3 separate regions of the Pan troglodytes genome follow, and all the other regions are linked to region 3. The links are chromatin contacts, called in public Hi-C maps. All regions are on one chromosome and are shown on one strand. The core of a region is the stretch at or near the end of the contact, and the rest is flanking DNA. Distances in the headings are between cores, read along the strand shown. Region 1 holds the start of SLC2A4 (solute carrier family 2 member 4). Region 2 holds the start of ASGR1 (asialoglycoprotein receptor 1). Region 3 holds the start of SLC16A11 (solute carrier family 16 member 11).

Region 1 (3,805 bases), core at 650-3,149, 240 kb before region 3:
AGGGTGCCTGGAGGGATGGAGCTGGGTCCCTCAGGCCCCTGCCTCCCCAGCCACGTCTCATTGTAGCTCTGTTCAATCACCTGGGGGACAGCAGAGGACAGATTTCCTGCAGACCGTTCCCTTTCCACCACCCCCGAGACACCTGTCCTCCTCGTTTGGGTACCCCCACCCTGCCAGCTGCAGGCCCTCACCTTCTGAGGGGCATTGATGACCCCAATGTTGTACCCAAACTGCAGGGAGCCAAGCACCGCAGAGAACACAGCAAGGACCAGGGTCCCAGTCACTCGCTGCTGAGGGGGTTCCCCATCCTGGACAGGCAGACGCAAAGACACAGCATGTCACATGGAACCATGATTTTTTTCCTTCCGCTAGGGGCCCGGGCCCAGCTGGAGCCTGAAGATACTGGGCTCCACCCAACATGTTGGGTGAGGGAAACTGGGCCATATTAGGAATTGCACAAAGATCTCAATGTAAACAGGAGCTGAACTGCAACCTGGGCATAAAGGAGAAACTGGATGTTTGAGTCCATAAGGCAGAGAAATGTTTGAGAACTTGTCTCAAAATTCTTCTGTGACCTTGAGACAGGCTTGGCCTTAAGAGCTCAGATTTGTGTGACCTTGGCCAAGTCACTTCCCTGCCCCGAACCTGAGTGTCCTCTGTGAGATGGGGGTGATGTTGCCTGCCTTGCCTACCTATCTGTGAGAGTGTTGTGAAAATCAACATCACATGTTAACAATATCCTTGACAGTGCTGGTTTCATAAATTAACACGTGCATTATTATCATCAGCCACTGTCCTCTTCCCTCCCCTCTGGGGGTTCTGTCAGCCAGCTCCAGGAGGCCCCCAACAGGACCAAGAAGTGCTGTTCCAGAAAGGACATCCCGGTCATCTAGGGGTGGCCTTCTCTATCTACGTCGTGGCCTGCCCTCCCCCTCTAACCTCCGTGCAGGGAGGGCGGTCCAGGGGTTCTGCCTGGGAGAGCCATGCCCAGGGGAGGAGGGCAGGAAGGTGGTGTGAGGGGCGGTGGCAGTGGTGGCCGCTCGCTGGCGGCACAGAATGTCTCCAAGCGGAAACCTGAGCTGGGGGAGGGGGGGCTGACAGTCCCCTCTGCCCCTCCACCAACCATGGGGCCAAGGGAAAGTTCAGCGTCCTGGAGGGCGGCCAGGAGTGGGGGTGGGGGCCCACGGAGAGCCTCCGGTCCTCGAAACACTGCCCGTGAGCGAAGACGGACGGACAGCTCCCGGAGGGCAAGACCCGCCTGGATCTGCTTTCCCGAGTCGGATCGAGGGCAGGGTGTCCCCGATTCCGGAGCGCCGCGCCGCCTACTAGGCAAGGGGGTGAACCCTGGCTCGCAGAATCCACTTGCTGCCTGTGCCCCGAAAGGCCCTCCAGACCCGCTCTGCCTTTTGGTAGAATTGGAATCTCACAGTCACGAGTTGTCCAGGCCGGGTATAAATAGCCAGCCCCCTACCTTCACCCCCTGCGCCTGCGCAGGAACCACCCCCAGCTGACCCCAACCGCGACCCCAGCCCAAGAAAAGCGGGACCCGTGCCCCCCCGCCCCGCCCCCTCATGATGAATCCTACTTCGGAGCCTATCTGTTGGAAGCCCGACGGCATCTCGTCTTAGAAGAGCTGGACGCGCAGGGGCGGCGAAGATGAAAGAACCGATCCGGGAGTCTCTGACCCCGGCCTGGCGCGCAGAACCTGCGGAGGCCGCGGGGGTCCCGGAGTGACGTGCGAGGGCGGGCCCGATGGGACCCACAGCCACAAGCCAAGGACCCAGAGAGCAGTGGGGCTCCCGCGGATCTGGTGGAGCGGGGCTGGGGGAAAAGACGCGAGGAGCCCCCGCCACCTCGCTCCTGCCCCCGCGGGCCACGCCCTTCACAGCACCCATTGGCCAGGAGCCCGCACACCCCAGAAGGCCACGCCCCCTCCGCCTGGGGTTTAGAGTTTGGCTGGAGTTGGTGGGGCGGGGCAGTGAGGCCACGCCCCTCCGCGTGGCTGGCGAGACACGCCTCTCGGGTTCCCGCCAGCCTCCGACTGGGAAGTTTTGAGAAAAGAGTCCCTGGAACAAAAGGCCCCGCCCACCCACGTGTTGGGACTCCGCCCACCAGCTAGGATCCCGGGCTGCAGAAGCATCTTAAACTCTGCGGGTCTGGACAGTGGGGTCTGAGAGGAGAGGACGGGCCAGGTGTACTTGCCCCGGGGAAACTCCAGCGGCCTGAGACCGCTCGCGAGCCGGCGCGCGGGTTGGGAGAGGAGCAATGCCCCAAAGTAACCCGGGGCTGCTATTTTTAGCTCCCACGTTGGGAGCCTCCAAATGTCAGGTCCCGGGCGTCCCGGCCTGTCCCAGGCGGGGGCGGAGAGACAGGGAGATGACGCCTTAAAGGGTCCGCGACATGCTTCCCACGCGAGTGTGGCCCTGGGGGCCAGGAAATTCCGTTCCCACAACGGGTCTGGTGGCCGGGCTGCTTGGTCCTGTCTTTCAGTGCCTCCCTGCTCCGGGCACTGTCTATCCCGCCCTTCCCCTACACACATTCCCCAGGTTGGTTCCTGGAGCCGGTCCGAGGGACAAGTGGTCACACCAACCACACCACCAGCCCTGAGGTCTCTGAGCCTCTGAGGTCTCTGAGCATATGCTGGCCGCGTGAACGACACGCTCTCTGGAGGCTGCTCCGGGTTTGGATCCTCGGCCAAATTCTGCCAGGCAGAAAGTGCGCGACCTAGGGTCGGCGTGTGGGGAGAGAGAACCCGAAATACCCAGAGCGTGGCGAGTGTCTGGCTCAGAAAACGGGCTTCGGAAGCGCAGGGTTGTGCTGCCACCTGGAGGGAGAGCGAGGAGCCGCAGTGGATTGCACTTGGAATCTCAACCCACTATCTCTCGCCTTTCCGCCACCCTAAGGCTTCAGTGACATCTAACCCAGGCCCTTCTCTGGAGCTGCAGATCCAGGTGTTCGTTACCGCCCGGATGTGGCAGCTCTAGTGATCAGCATGTCCAAACCTGCTCCTCCTCCTAACTTCCTTATTTCAATGAATTACCCGCCCAGTCACCCCTATGGTAGAAGTCATGCTCGATTCCTCCTGTCCTGCGCCGCTCTCCTCGTTTATCCAGTTAGTTTCCAACATTGGTGCTTTAACCTCCAAAACTCTCTCGCATTCATCCGATATTCTCCGTGGCGGCTGCCACTTCAGTCCAGATCACCATCACCCTCACTGGTCTTCCTGCTCCTCTTATTTCCTTTATGACGAGGGCAGAGAACAATTTTCCAAGGTCCAATCTCATCTCTCAAGCAAGAAGTCACTGTCTGTGTTGCCCCAATTGCCAAGTTCAAATCCCTTTTCAGAGTGAACAAAACCTCCTGCCTCTCTTATCCGATCTCTGGCCTTATCTATCTCTCCTGCCTCTCCTTCTATCTCCTTCGCCTCCTGTTCTGGGCAATGCCTAAGTCCTTATTGTACCCAGAACACACTGTGCCTTTACATCCCTTCTTGATCCCTTTGCTGCACTAATCCCCTGAAAAATCTGGAATGCCGGCCCGGCCTGGTGGCTCATGCCTGTAATCCCAGCACTTTAGGAGGCCAAGGCAGGTGGATCGACTGAGGTCAGGAGTTTGAAACCAGCCTGGCCAACATAGAGAAACCCCATGTCTACTAAAGATACAAAAATTAGCCCGGCGTGGTTATGCACACCTGTAATCCCAGCTACTCGGGAGGCTGAGGCAGGAGAATGGCTTGAACCCGGGAGGTGGAGGTTGCAGTGAGCCGAGATCGTGCCCTTGCACTCCAGCCTGGCGACAGAGTGAC
Region 2 (3,909 bases), core at 858-3,357, 130 kb before region 3:
GTTGCCTGGGCTGGAGTGCAGTGGCACGATCTCGGCTCACTGCAACCTCTGTCTCCCGGGTTCAAGCATTTCTCCCGCCTCAGCCTCCCGTGTAGCTGGGACCACAGGTGCCTGCCACCACGCCTGGCTAATTTTTGTATTTTTAGTAGAGACGGGATTTCGCTATGTTGGCCAGGCTAATCTCGAACTCCTGACCTCAGGTAATCCGCCTGGCTCGGTCTCCCAAAGTGCTGGGATTACAGGCATGAGCCGCCGCGCCCAGCCGGGTGACCACTATTCCGACCGAAATAATGTGGGTTCATTTGCCTGAATAAGCCCGATTGTAAGTGATTATATTAGAGGATGTTTAATTAACAGCCCAACAGTCAACAAAATCACTGGCCATTGTCCCAGCACATATAAATGACATGGTGGTTGTCAGGACACAGACAAAGGAGGGCACACACAGACCTGTCACATTTTATGCAAGAGATGTGTTCCTGAATATCTCACATCATTGAAAACTCTCAAAATTCAAGCCTTGTTTTCTCATTGAAATAACTGTAAAATAGGATTTGGATGACTTCACATTTGGGCCTAAAGTGAGACTTATTATCTTTTTTTTTTTTGAGATGAAGTCTTGCTCTTGTCCCCCAGGCTGGAGTGCAATGGCGCGATCTCAGCTCACTGCAACCTCCGCCTCCTGGGTTCAAGTGATTCTCCTGCCTCAGCCTCCCGAGTAGCTGGGATTACAAGCGCCTGCCACCACGCCTGGCTAATTTTTATATTTTTAGTAGAGACGAGGTTTCACCATGTTGGTCAGGCTGGTCTCGAACTCCTGACCTCAGATGATCTGCCCACCTCGGCCTCCCACAGTGCTGAGATTACAGGCATGAGCCACTGTACCCAGCTGAGACTTATTATTATTATTATTATTTTTTTTTGAGATGGAGTCTTGCTCTGTCACCAGGCTGGAGTGCAGTGGCATAATCTTGGCTCACTGCAACCTCCACCTCCTGGGTTTAAGCGATTCTCCTGTCTCAGCCTCCTGAGTAGCTGGGATTACAGGCTGCACCACCATGCCCTGCTAATTTTTTTATTTTTAGTAGAGACGGGGCTTCATCATGTTGGTCAGGCTGGTCTTGAACTCCTGACCTCAGGTGATCCGCCCGCCTCGGCCTCCCACAGTGCTGGGATTACAGGCGTAAGCCACTGCACCCAGCCGAGACTTATCTTTAATATTGCCTGATTTCCAAGTGAGCATAATTCAAATTCACATGGCTCTCTCTGAAGCCCCGTGGGGCTGTGAGGGACCATGGTTTAGCATCTCTGGGACACTGGAGCCCAGCTGTGTCAACCGGATGGGATCCTGGCTCTGTGTGATGGGTGTGGTTCTGGGGCCCGAACGCAGTGCCTGGAGTCAGGCTGCCCAGGTTCTAGTCTACCCTTTGCTGCTTCCTTGCAGCATGACCCTGGGCAAGCTCTTACCTTGTAGGGCCTTAGCTTTCTCATCTGTGAAATGGGATGTGCTCTGGGGATAATGAGAGAAGTTCATGAACGCAGTGACCTGAGGCACACAGTAGTAGTGAGTGGAGGTTTGCTGGCACCAGTCCCAGCGGAGGCTCTCCTGCCTTTCCTGGAACCAAGCTGGCCCTCATGCTGCTTGGAGGACTTTACTCCCCAGGAGAGGGAAGCAAGTCAGGCCAGAGCTGGGAAGCCTGGGGCTCAGCCCCACAGGAAACTGGGGCCTGCGGCTCAGGTGCCAGGGTCACAGGTCTGGATTGGGCAAGAGCAGAGGACCGGTCCCTCTGATCCTGTTCAGGGATATTTGGAGACACCAATAGTTCTGGGGAATTTAGAGGCAGGAAGCGAAACGGGGAGGGAGGGGGGATATGGCAAATCCCACCCCAGCCCCTCCTGGCCTGGCACCCCTCCCAAACGGTGCACGGAAGAGTGAGGTGACTGGCATGTGTGGGGGCAACACAATTCTCCTCCCTGGGGAGCAGAGCAGAGGCAACCCATCCCCCACTCCCACCCCCACACTCCCCTAAGTTCCAATCCATTTCCACCTCTGTTTACTGTCCAAAGTCCCGGGCACTGGAGATGCCACGTTTGGCGTGCTTGGACACATAGACACGCACAGAGACACCGGGGCCCAGGGCCCTCCTATGGACCCTGCCCGCTCCCCTCCCATTGTCCACGGCTGTCCACCCACCCCCATTCTCCAAGCTTCAGCCCCCCTCCTTAGTTCGGCATCTGCACAGCACTGAAGAACCTGGGAGTCAGACCCTGAGACCCTGAGCAAGTAAAATGGGAAGAGAGGTGGTGGGAGGCTGGCTGGGGGTGCAGGGGTGTGGAGGGAACCCAGGATGTGTTGGGGGGTGCTGGGTGGGAAACATCAAGGATGGATTCTGGATGTCAGGCCTGGAAGGGGATGGAGGAAAGAAGAAAGATCCCGGTGGGGCGCGGTGGCCCACGCCTGTAATCCCAGCACGTTGGGAGGCTGGGGTGGGTGGATTGCCTGAGCTCAGGAGTTTGAGACAAGCCTGGGCAACACGGTGAAACCCCGTCTCTACTAAAATACAAAAAAGTAGCCAGGCGTGGTGGCGTGCACCTGTTGTCCCAGCTACTTCAGAGGCTGAGGCAGGAGAACCTCTTGAACCCGGGAGGCAGAGGTTGCAGTAAGCTGAGATCATGCCACTGCACTCCAGCCTGGGGACAGAGCGAGACTCCCTCTCAAAAAAAAAAAAAAAAAAAAAAGAAAAGGAAAGAAAGAAGAAAGGTCTCCATGATGGAGCTGTCAATCAGATGGGAGTAAAGAGATGGGCCCCTCATTCCCACTCTAGTCCTGGTGAGCCCCCACCTCAGCCCCAGCCTCAGTCTTGACTCAGTCCCAGGTCCAGCGCCAGCCCTATCATGACCAAGGAGTATCAAGACCTTCAGCATCTGGACAATGAGGAGAGTGACCACCATCAGCTCAGAAAAGGTGAGGGCCACCTTGCCCTGCCTCTGCAAGGCGAGAATTTGGCGGTTCTCCACCCTCCAGCCACAGCTCCTACTCTTGCCCATGAGCCTGGCTCTCTCTCTGGGTCTGTCTCCCTCCCCCAACACTGGGAAAGGTGTCGGAGCTGCTTCTCTCAGGAGAGGGGCAGAGTGTGGGGTTGGAGTCCCTTTATTGGTGACAGGTGCCCAAAGCTTTCCTGTGCCTCCTGGCCCTCGGAGGTGGACCCGGGGGTGTGGGAACAGCTGGAAGCTGGAGAGATGTCACTGTCGGCTTCCTATGACGAAGTCAGGCCCCCTCTTCCTTTCCCCTTCCAACACCACCCAGGGACCCCGGTCGTGCGTGCGTGTGCGTGTGTGTGTCAGTGATCAGTTTGGTGAAGGGGGGAAAGGTTTCTATGAAGGGTCTGAGGATTCTGTGAGGGGGGGGGATGAGGGATCTCTGACCTGAGGGAGAACGAGACTCTCTTGCTTCAAAAACAAATTCCCCTTGACCCATTTCTTTGTCCTCCGAGCAGGGAATTGTTTAGGCTGAGCAAGGATGAAGTTCGTGGGGGATGGGGCGCAGCGCGCTTTGACGGAAGGGAGGGTCCGCAGCGGAGGAGACCCGGCAGGGAGGCCCCCCCAACCCTCCAGCTCTCAGGGGACAGGGCTAACGTGTCTCTTCCCCCTGCTGGGTGGAAGACTTGAGGGCCTGAATGGTAGCTATTGCACCTTCTCTCCCTGCACGCAGCCAAAGACGAGTGGAATTCATGGACAGAGAAACCTTCCTTCTTTCCCCACTTTCAAGGGAAGCAGCGACTCCGAGGCGCGGGGCCACTCAATTGCGTTTCAAGGCGCGGGAGGAGGGGGTGGGCTGAGGTTCCTGGATTGGCTGCAGTGACGCAGTCATGCCATTAGGTGTCAGCAAAAGCTCAGGGCCTCGGTGGG
Region 3 (3,476 bases), core at 868-3,367:
AGTGAGAAAAAGCTAGGCATGTCCACAGAGCAGAGAAGACAGTGGCTGATGGGAGGCTGGCAAAAGGGAGAGAGGGGAGATGGTTTGGAACGGTAACCTAGGTCTACCTTTGATTATTGTAAAAGGCCTGTACAAATAGAGAAATGTAATTTTTCCCGTCTATAGGCAATGGAGAGCCATTGCCTATAGTCATGCTGTGTCTTTTATGTTTACAGTTTTGCTCCTTAAGAAGCTGTTTTTCTTGTCTTTACGTGCAGATTCTTTCCCAATAATTAGGAAACACTGCCATCATGTGGCTCAATGGATGCATGCTCCAAACTTAAGTTGCTGAATGTTCTATCATATTGTTTAATAATTAAACCAAAGAACACATCTCTGAATTCAAACAGCTGAGGTAAAGAATGTCAACCTGTCAAAAAAGGACATTTTCTATAAAGTTTTTCAAAAAATCAATACCTGGGTTCAATGACCTGATTTTTTACTTTGCTTTTAAAATTGTAACCTGGCCAGGCATGGTAGACTGTAATCCCAGCACTTTGGGAGTCCGAGGTGGAAGGATTGCTTAAGTCCAGGAGCTTGAGACCAGCCTGTGCAACATGCTGTGACCCCCTCTCTGCAAAAAAAAATGAACAAATTTAGCCAGGCATGGTGGTGTGGAGCCTGTAGTCCTAGCTACTCGGGAGGCTGAGGTGGAGTATTGCTTGAGCCTGGGAGGTGGAGGCTGCAGTGAGCCATAATGGCAGTACTACACTTCAGCCTGGACAAGACCCTGTCTCTATAAATAAATACACACATACATACATACATACATACATAAAAAATAAAAAATAAAATTCTAACCTAAGTGTTTAGAGATTCTGATCTCAAGAACCCTTTCTATTCCCAGTGACCCCTTATTTAAGACTCATAAGTTTTCTGTCCCTGCAATGGTTCCACCCTTTCCAGGGCAGTTTGCATCAAGCTGTATCCAGGATCTTTCCCTTAACTGTGCCAGATTTTGTTTCAGTCCTGGGATTGTTCTCCTTGTAGGTCCACAGTTGGACAGACCTAAATTCAAATATTCATACTATTTTTTCCCTGTGAGCTTCAGTTACTGCATCTATAAAAGAGGCACGACATCGGCTGGGCGCGGTGGCTCACTCCTGTAATCCCAGCACTTTGGGAGGCCGAGGTGGGCGGATCATCTGAGGTCAGGAGTTCCAGACCAGCCTGGCCAACATGGCGAAACCCCATCTCTACTAAAAAATACAAAAATTAGCTGGGAGTGGTGGCAGGTGCCCGTAATCCCAGCTACTCAGGAGGCTGAGGCAGGAGAATGGCTTGAACTTAGGAGGCAGAGGTTGCAGTGAGCCGAGATATCGCCACTGTACTCCAGCCTGGGCTACAGAGTGAAACTCCATCTAAAAAAAAAAAAAGCGACACCTTCTTCATAGGGTTATCATAAGATGAAGTGATAGCATGTGTAAACAGTGCCTGGTACACTGCAGGTCTTCACATTGAAGGAGTCCTGTTTCATCCCTCTGTCCTTGAGGACCTGTTATTTTATTTTATTTATTTTATTTTTGTTTATTTATTTATTTTTGAGACAGAGTCTCTGTCACCCAGGCTGGAGTGCAGTGGCATGATCTTGGCTCACTGCAACTTCTGCCTCCCGGGTTCAAGCGATTCCCCTGCCTCAGCCTCCCAAGTAGCTGGGACTACAGGCGCCCGCCACCATGCCCGGCTAATTTTTTTTGTATTTTTAGTAGATATGGTGTTTCGCCATGTTGGTCAGGCTGGCCTCGAACTCCTGACCTCAGGTGATTCACCCACATCGGCCTCCCAAAGTGCTGGGATTACAGGCTTGCACCGCGCCCGGCCTGGGGGTCTGTTATTCTAAGCACAGAGCTGGCACTTGGTGGAGGTCTGTGATCTGATTGATATCCGAGATTTACCTGGTCCTCGGCAACGTTCCTGAGAACAAAACTACTCATCCCCTCAGGTTTTGGGGACCATCCCTATTTCCATGCGTTGGCGGTGGACCCTGGGCTCGCTGGGGTTTGCAATCCACGTGTCTCCCCTGCGCGCAGCAGGCGGCAGGTGCATGGGCGTGAGTAGGGCAGGGCCCCTCCGCATTCATTTCTCGCCGCTCCCCCCGCCGGGCCTGGGGGTTGTGTGTGTACATAATTCAATCCCCGTGGGACTGGCGTCTGGCCTCACGCGCGGCTTGGCGGATTGGCTGTTTCAGCTCGCCCCCGCCCTCCGTACACCCCGCGTCCCAGGTGGCTCGGGCCCCTGTGGTGATCTCTGTTTACCGAGAGAGCCCGTCCAAGTTGGGCTCCATCGCTGCCCTCGCTCCCCTTCGGGGCCCCCGCCCGCCTGGGAGGCAGAGAGAAAGCCGGGCCCAGCCCTTCCTCGCCCTTCCCCTCCCCGCACCGCCCGGAGAGGTCGGGTAAGGGGGAAGGAGTGTGCGTGGGACGGGGAACCTCGGGCCTGGGGATCTGGCTGTCCCCGTCCCCGTATCTCGCGCGGACCCGGGAGTTCCAGCCCTAGGCCAGGCTCCGGCTCCCTCCGCCCCGCGCCATCGCGCTCGGAGTGACGGGCCCACCCCGGGCGAGCAGCCAGAGGCTGGATCTCAGGGATGCCGGCTCCCCAGCGGAAGCACAGGCGTGGAGGCTTCTCTCATAGATGTTTCCCCACCCCGCAGACGGCGATGACCCCCCAGCCCGCCGGACCCCCGGATGGGGGCTGGGGCTGGGTGGTGGCGGCCGCAGCCTTCGCGATAAACGGGCTGTCCTACGGGCTGCTGCGCTCGCTGGGCCTTGCCTTCCCTGACCTTGCCGAGCACTTTGACCGAAGCGCCCAGGACACTGCGTGGATCAGCGCCCTGGCCCTGGCCGTGCAGCAGGCAGCCAGTGAGGGGGGCCCTGAGGCGGGAGACAGGAACGGGGAGGAGGAGCCGTGAGTGGAGGGATGGGAGACCCACCTGATTACCCGACAACCTGAGAAAGGGCAACCGGCTCTAGAAAAGAGTGCATCTTGAGGTCAAGGAGAAGAACCATTAGTTCGAGGGAGGCAAACAGCCAATGAGAAGTGTTGGAGAGAGTTTGGGGGCCCGGGGGCGTGTCTTCCGTTGACTCCGCCCCCTTTCAGGCCCCGTGGGCAGCGCCCTGAGCACGCGCTGGGGGGCCCGCCCCGTGGTGATGGTTGGGGGCGTCCTCGCCTCGCTGGGCTTCGTCTTCTCGGCTTTCGCCCGCGGTCTGCTGCATCTCTACCTCGGCCTGGGCCTCCTCGCTGGTGAGGGAAGTGGGATGCCCCGGTCATTCAGGGTGAAGGAGGTGACAGGAGCTTGTTGGGATCTGGGGTAGCGAAGGAGGCGGGGGCCTGGTGCGGAGAGCCGGGCTGGGAATGCTGGGGCGGGCGTCCCCAGTGCCGGCCCCCATCCCCTCCTATTCATTCGCAGGCTTTGGTTGGGCCCTGGTGTTCGCCCCCGCCCT

Evidence for each region. Hi-C and Micro-C count contacts between places; a contact is called where the count stands out from the background.
Region 1: a contact with region 3 is called in a Hi-C map of stem cell-derived neural progenitor cells, with 4 times the contacts expected there. The contact joins the promoter of SLC2A4 here to the promoter of SLC16A11 in region 3. A contact is called at or near these places in 1 of 7 Hi-C or Micro-C datasets (stem cell-derived neural progenitor cells) and 1 of 1 datasets of contacts at active chromatin or transcription factors (stem cell-derived excitatory neurons).
Region 2: a contact with region 3 is called in a Hi-C map of stem cell-derived neural progenitor cells, with 9 times the contacts expected there. The contact joins the promoter of ASGR1 here to the promoter of SLC16A11 in region 3. A contact is called at or near these places in 3 of 7 Hi-C or Micro-C datasets (induced pluripotent stem cells and stem cell-derived neural progenitor cells), 1 of 1 datasets of contacts at active chromatin or transcription factors (stem cell-derived excitatory neurons) and 1 of 1 other capture datasets (stem cell-derived neural stem cells).

What each region holds. Positions count from the first base shown.
Region 1 is chr19:17,790,597-17,794,401 of NHGRI_mPanTro3-v2.0_pri, reverse strand. SLC2A4 (solute carrier family 2 member 4) reads right to left here and starts at 1,899. Exons shown (of 11, transcript XM_024350204.3): 1 at 1,586-1,899; 2 at 192-308; 3 at 1-80. The coding sequence starts at 1,618.
Region 2 is chr19:17,687,721-17,691,629 of NHGRI_mPanTro3-v2.0_pri, reverse strand. ASGR1 (asialoglycoprotein receptor 1) reads left to right here and starts at 2,107. Exons shown (of 8, transcript XM_016931396.4): 1 at 2,107-2,284; 2 at 2,871-2,965. The coding sequence starts at 2,896.
Region 3 is chr19:17,553,730-17,557,205 of NHGRI_mPanTro3-v2.0_pri, reverse strand. SLC16A11 (solute carrier family 16 member 11) reads left to right here and starts at 2,117. Exons shown (of 5, transcript XM_009431718.5): 1 at 2,117-2,431; 2 at 2,687-2,894; 3 at 3,133-3,276; 4 at 3,443-3,476. The coding sequence starts at 2,693.